2 separate regions of the Mus musculus genome follow, and region 1 is linked to region 2. A link is a contact called in public promoter capture Hi-C data. All regions are on one chromosome and are shown on one strand. The core of a region is the stretch at or near the end of the contact, and the rest is flanking DNA. Distances in the headings are between cores, read along the strand shown. Region 1 overlaps Gga2 (golgi associated, gamma adaptin ear containing, ARF binding protein 2). Region 2 holds the start of Scnn1g (sodium channel, nonvoltage-gated 1 gamma).

The links. Promoter capture Hi-C pulls out the DNA fragments that hold promoters and counts their contacts.
Region 1: a promoter capture Hi-C map of embryonic stem cells shows a contact between it and region 2, with 22 read pairs. The contact joins the enhancer-like site here to the promoter of Scnn1g in region 2. A contact is called at or near these places in 23 of 39 promoter capture datasets (the 3T3-L1 cell line, 3T3-L1-derived adipocytes, the C10 cell line and 13 more), 3 of 15 datasets of contacts at CTCF or cohesin (large pre-B cells, pro-B cells and stem cell-derived epiblast-like cells), 22 of 484 Hi-C or Micro-C datasets (B cells, the Ba/F3 cell line, DN2 thymocytes and 15 more), 14 of 115 datasets of contacts at active chromatin or transcription factors (bone marrow-derived dendritic cells, embryonic basal ganglia, embryonic forebrain and 7 more) and 5 of 9 other capture datasets (adipose tissue, embryonic stem cells, liver and 2 more).

What each region holds. Positions count from the first base shown.
Region 1 is chr7:121,995,019-121,997,718 of GRCm38.p6, reverse strand. Gga2 (golgi associated, gamma adaptin ear containing, ARF binding protein 2) reads left to right here. Exons shown (of 17, transcript NM_028758.2): 13 at 298-428. Among named protein-coding and RNA genes, the nearest start is that of Cog7, 15 kb to the right of the region's middle. Within about 2 kb of position 1,323, at least 12 of the 459 cell types and tissues checked have an H3K27ac peak or open chromatin away from gene starts, as enhancers often do. A contact at or near this core is called in embryonic stem cells, where this site is marked.
Region 2 is chr7:121,733,165-121,735,864 of GRCm38.p6, reverse strand. Scnn1g (sodium channel, nonvoltage-gated 1 gamma) reads right to left here and starts at 1,386. Exons shown (of 13, transcript NM_011326.3): 1 at 1,322-1,386.

The sequences.
Region 1 (2,700 bases), core at 74-2,573, 260 kb before region 2:
CACTCAGTCCTACCCTGGTGGCAGTGCTGCTTGCCTGGAGAGTGATCACTACTGCACCATTCTTTGGGATTCTCAGCTCATCTTGCGGGGTTGGCTCCAGAGTGCTTCATCTGTCCTGCTTGGTTTAGTCCCCACCTTCTGGAAGGCTCTCTCTCTCTCTCTCTCTCTCTCACACACACACACACACACACACACACCCTAACTGTAACTGCTTTCTGCTTCCTGAAGGTGTGTGCAGGGATCTTCTGTTCTGCCCCTTCCTCTCCTGCCACAGAAGACATGATTTTGGTTTGACAGGTTGTTATTCCGAGTTGCTGTAATGACAAGAAGCAGCCGGGTGCCATCACACTCATGGGGGGTGGAATCCAGAGTCTTTCTGCAGACCGGAACCTGCTGGATCTCTTCTCGCCACAGCCATCTCCAGGACTGTGAGTGTTCTGGGCCAGTGGCTTCTGCCTGCAGCTTCCCCACCCCCTCCTGCTGAAGCGCATGCTCTGTGTGTTACAGGTGCATGCTGCTGCTCCCCCTTGGCTGTCTCATCTTACCCTATCCTAACTCAATCCAGAAAGAGGTTAAAGTTTGACAGAATCAATGACAGATGGTGTGTGTGTGTGTGTGTGTGTGTGTGTGTGTGTATACACGTGCCTTGGTAAGCATGCATGGGTCAGAGGATAATTTTGTGAGGTGCATCTGTCTTGCTTTTATGTGGGTTCCAGAGATCAAGCCCAGCTGGCCAGGCTTTGCAGTAAGTATCTTTCCCTGCACTGACCCGTCTTGCTGGCCTATTTTGTTTTGAGAGACAGTTTTCTGTCTAGGTTGGCTTCAAACCCATTAGAAGCCAAGGATGACTTTGAACTTCTGGCCCCGACCTCTAGGTGCAGTGATCACAGCCGTGCCCCACGCTCTCCCAAGGCTGGCATAATTATAGTGCTTCTTTCTCTTTCCTGACTGCTGTGTTTCTAAATTATGTAAAACCAGAGAAAAAAGTGTAGGTCTTAAATACCATCCCCTAAAAACAGGGTAGAAAAAAGCTCTTTCTTCTTTTTTTTAAAAGAGGATTTCTTTTGACCTTTTGATCAAGCCAGCTCAGTCAGTCAACAGGTTCTCCAGTGTAGGAGTGAGGATTAAAAAGAAAAAAGGCAATTAGACAACACTGTAGCACTACCCCAGCCAGTTCTGAGGCTGAGGCAGGTTTATTTTTTTCCCAATCTGCTTTTGTACCATTTTAATTACATGCAAGCCATAAGGTCAGTTCTAGGTTAAGGAACAAGCAAGACAATAAACACAGATAGTCAAGGAACAAGCAAGGCAATAAACAGTCCCCAAATCACTGTTTCTCAGGGCTTACCAGAATGACCAAGGATTCCGAGCCTACTTCCCTGTCCTAGCCCAAAGTCAGATCCTTGCCTGAAGCCTACTTCTTTGTTCTAGCCTAAAATTAGATTCCTGCCTCAACTTAACTTCCCTGTTCTAGCCTAAAATTAGATTCCTGTTGGAGCTTACTTCCTTGTTATAGCCTACTGTCAGATTCCTGCCTGAAGCCATTTCCTTGTCCTTGGCCAAGGTCAGATTCCTGCCAAGTGGCTCCCAAAGGTCTCCACAACCCTTGTCTCCGTTCTTTCTCTTTCTCCCCTTTTGCCCACAGATAGGAGTCTCACTGTAGTGCGGACTCCCCTGTTGAGTGCTGGGAGACAAGCTCGTGCTTCATGCATGCCTTTGCTTTTGTTACACACGTGATGATGCTTGTTTTTAATGAAGCTGCATTCCAACATGACCTTTTCATTTTTAAAGATTTAATTTTATTTATATGTGTTTCTGTGTGTATGCATGCCACATGCAGTCGAGTGCCCTTGGAGGCCAGAGAGGGTGTTGGATCCCCTAAAGCTAGAGGTACAAGGGGTTTAGTTTTGCCTGGTGTTGGTACTGGGAGCCAAACTTGGGCCCTTGTTTGTGCTCTTAATTACTGATTCATCTCTCCAGTATATGCCCTCTTCCGCCCCACAGTCTCACTATGCATCCCTGACTGTCCTTGAATTTATTGAGACCCACCTATTTCTGATTGCTGAGTGCTGTGATTAAAGGTGTGTACCACCATGCCCAGTCACACACTTGTGTTTTGGTTTTTTTTTTTAATGTGTATCTATATTCCAGGGCATCAACCCCCTGCTGGAATGACAGGTGGCCTTTGGGCTATCTGACTTGGGTTCTGGGAAACTTATCTCCTCTGTAAGAACAGCAAGCAAGCACTTTGGACCATTTAGTTATCCTTTCAGCCCCTTAAATTTTTTTATTACATTTATTTATTTATTTATTTAGTGTGAGTATGCATGTGTGAGTACATGTATGTCCACAGGTACCCACATCATACATGTGGAAGTTAAAGAACAATGTAGGAGTCGGTTCTGTGCATAGTGTAGGGCCAAACGCAGGCTGTCAGGCTTGGTAGCAGCTACCTTATCCTGAACCTTCTTTTGGTCCTCAGGAACTGGTTTAGTGCCCTGTTACATCTTTGAGACATTTTTATGTGAGTTTATGTGTAGGTGTACTTCGTTCTAACATTTACATTGTGGTTTGTGTGGCTATAGTTAATCATTTTCCTCTTGAGAAGGAGGGTATGTTCGCATGCATAGTTTGTTGTTATTCAGAAAAACGAAGAACAAACACTGAAGTCTTCTAGTTTTTGTTGTTAGTCATTGATCA
Region 2 (2,700 bases), core at 137-2,636:
GGTCCCTCTGTCAGATGTTTGCCAAAAGGTGAATTCTGGATTCTTGGGGTTCCCACTCATCTCGTCCGCAGAGGACCAGCCAGTCATGCGAGAGGAGACTCCAGAATGTTCACATAAATATTTCAACTCTAAGGCAAAACAAGATTGTAGCTCTACTAGATTATGGGCCTTGATTCAACCCGGTGCTGTTAGAGGACTTTGAAGCTGATACGCTCAGAACTCATCTCAAAGGTTAGCTCACAGAATGCGCTCTACAGTCTTCCCAGGTAGATATCATCATTTCCCTATTACACAAATGAAACAGAGACACACAGATAGACTAAGTAGCTTGCCCAAGGTCATAATAGAAAGTGTCCGGGCTAGGATTTGAACCCAAGAACACATACTAGTTGTGTTATTGCTTAAATAATGATAGTGGTTTCAGGCGACAGCTGCTGCAGAATGATGGCAGACGTCAGTTACAGCTACACCGTGCCCAGGGTTCCTATTCCAACATTTGCACCTAATTTAATTCTCACTACAGACTAAATGAGGTGTTATTACTATCCCCATCCCACAGAGATGCAAATGGAGGTGTAAAGAAGTTAGGTAATCTGCCCAAGGCCACACAGTATGAAAGAACGAACGAATTCTTCGAAATTCCAGGTCCCCGTTTTTCTTCCTGACACTTCTCTATTCCCTCACCTGCCCCCGAACCTTGCCTCTGTCCCTGTCAGGAAACTGAAGCTTGGCGAGGAGTGACAGTTTGCAAGGCTCTGTTCATCCTAGAACTTGGGCACAAAAGCCTGGGTTCGGGCAATGTTTTGATTCCCGCCATGCCACGGTGCTATTCGGAAATAGGTTGAACCTCCGAAGCCAGGACTCAAGGCCCTGGGACCGAGCTACCCCCACTGACTCGCTGCAGTCTGGGAAGCGACCTGGCGCGTAGTTTTGCGGCAAAAGCCGTCTGCTTCGTGCCAGCTATCGCAACGCTGCAGTCAAGGGCTCCACTTTCAATCAGCCCGCTTCAAGTGCTTGATTCTTTCTGCAGCAGGCACCTCTAAAGAAAAACTTTCCCGCGACTGAAAGAACAGTCGCTGTCAAACGCATGCTCTTCAAGTGGGGTGAGCTAGGCAGAGAAGATCCGAGATGCGCTCCTCCCACGCACACCGGCTCAGAAACGCCTGTCGCTCAGCTCTTGTATCACAAGCCAAGCTCTGGATGTCTCAGCATCCCGCCACCCGTGGACAGAATAATCTTTTTCTTGGAAGCCACCACGCCCTGTGGCTGCTCACGTACCTGGAACCCCGGAATCGAACTGACCCGACGCGGCTGGGCTTACCTTTCTGAACTGAAGGGTCACGGCTGGCCTGTGTACAGTCTGGAGACGCTCCTCTTCTTCTGGCCTCATAAAGCCAAGCATCTCCAAGTGGCACGGCCAGGAGCGCCAGTGGGTCAGGCTCAGACCCCGCCCCTAGAGTTTCCTCCCCACTCAAACTCCGCCCACACCTGCCCAGGTGTTTTCCCCGGGCCACCCCCGACTTGTCTTAGCCCGGAGAAGGCCGCGACCCCGCAGTGCCATCTGCTGTCCAGAGTCAGCTCCGCGCCTCAACCCGGGCTGCGCTGCTTCTCGTGGTGGCACCGTGCAAGCTTGCTGCCTCCCAGAGGCCACTCTGCAACCTGCATTCCCGCTGGGTCACAGCCCCAGAGTACTTTGTAGAGTCACCTCATTTGCCTCATTCTGACCCAGGTCGCAGGAGGTCTCTTATCTCAGTTCCAGAAGACATTCCACACAGCCTCTTATCCCTCACCCTTCCGACCTGGTCAGGATACGCAGTTGCTTCGGCATCATCTAGAGTTCTGCTGTGGGCAACAGGAGCTATTTAAACAGATCATTTATTCTTTGGGCCTGTCATTGTCTTTCCATAGGGACTCACACAAATTGACTATTAAAAATAAGTTTAGACCGCTGAAACTGTGAGGGATCCAAGATAGGTATTCAAGTTGTAATCCCCTTGAGCTGGGAAGAAACATGGCCCCACAAAAGACAGCGTGTCACTAAGTATTCAAACATTTTAGACATAAACGTGTTCATATCCACCTACAGACCTTGTTAAAACGCAGGTTCTTGAGTTGAGGATGTAGCTCAGTTGGTAGAGTGCTTGTTTAACATAACCAAAGTCCTGGGGTTGATCCCCACTATCATATAAACTGGATGTGGTGGCTCACGCTTACTGTGCTAGATCTGGGGTTGAGGGTGAGACAAGAGGCTCAGAAGCACGAGACCTTCCTCAGCTACATAGCGAATTTGAGTCCAGCCTGTGCTCTATTTCATCAGGGGGGCATGGGTCTCAGACGTCTGGACCTCTGGCTTCCCATGAGATGCCTCTTTTGCCTGACCAAAGATCACAACTTTTGGTGGGTAGAAACATGTCAAGCATTATTGACCATCAACGTAAAGAAAAAAATCCCCTAAAATCCCTAAGCAGTATTTCTTGCAATCAATGCTCACGGTGAAGAATTAACAAAGCAATCCACCTCCCTCCCTAAATAAGTTAGTAGAATCATTGTGCTGGCTAGTTTGTTGCTAACATGAGTTAACATGTTAACTCGGTGGAAGAGTTTCAGAAAATGCCTCCACAAGATTTTCCTGTAGGCAAGCCTGTGGTGTATTTTCTTGGTTGATGACTGATGGGGGAGGGTCCAGCTCACTGTGGGTGG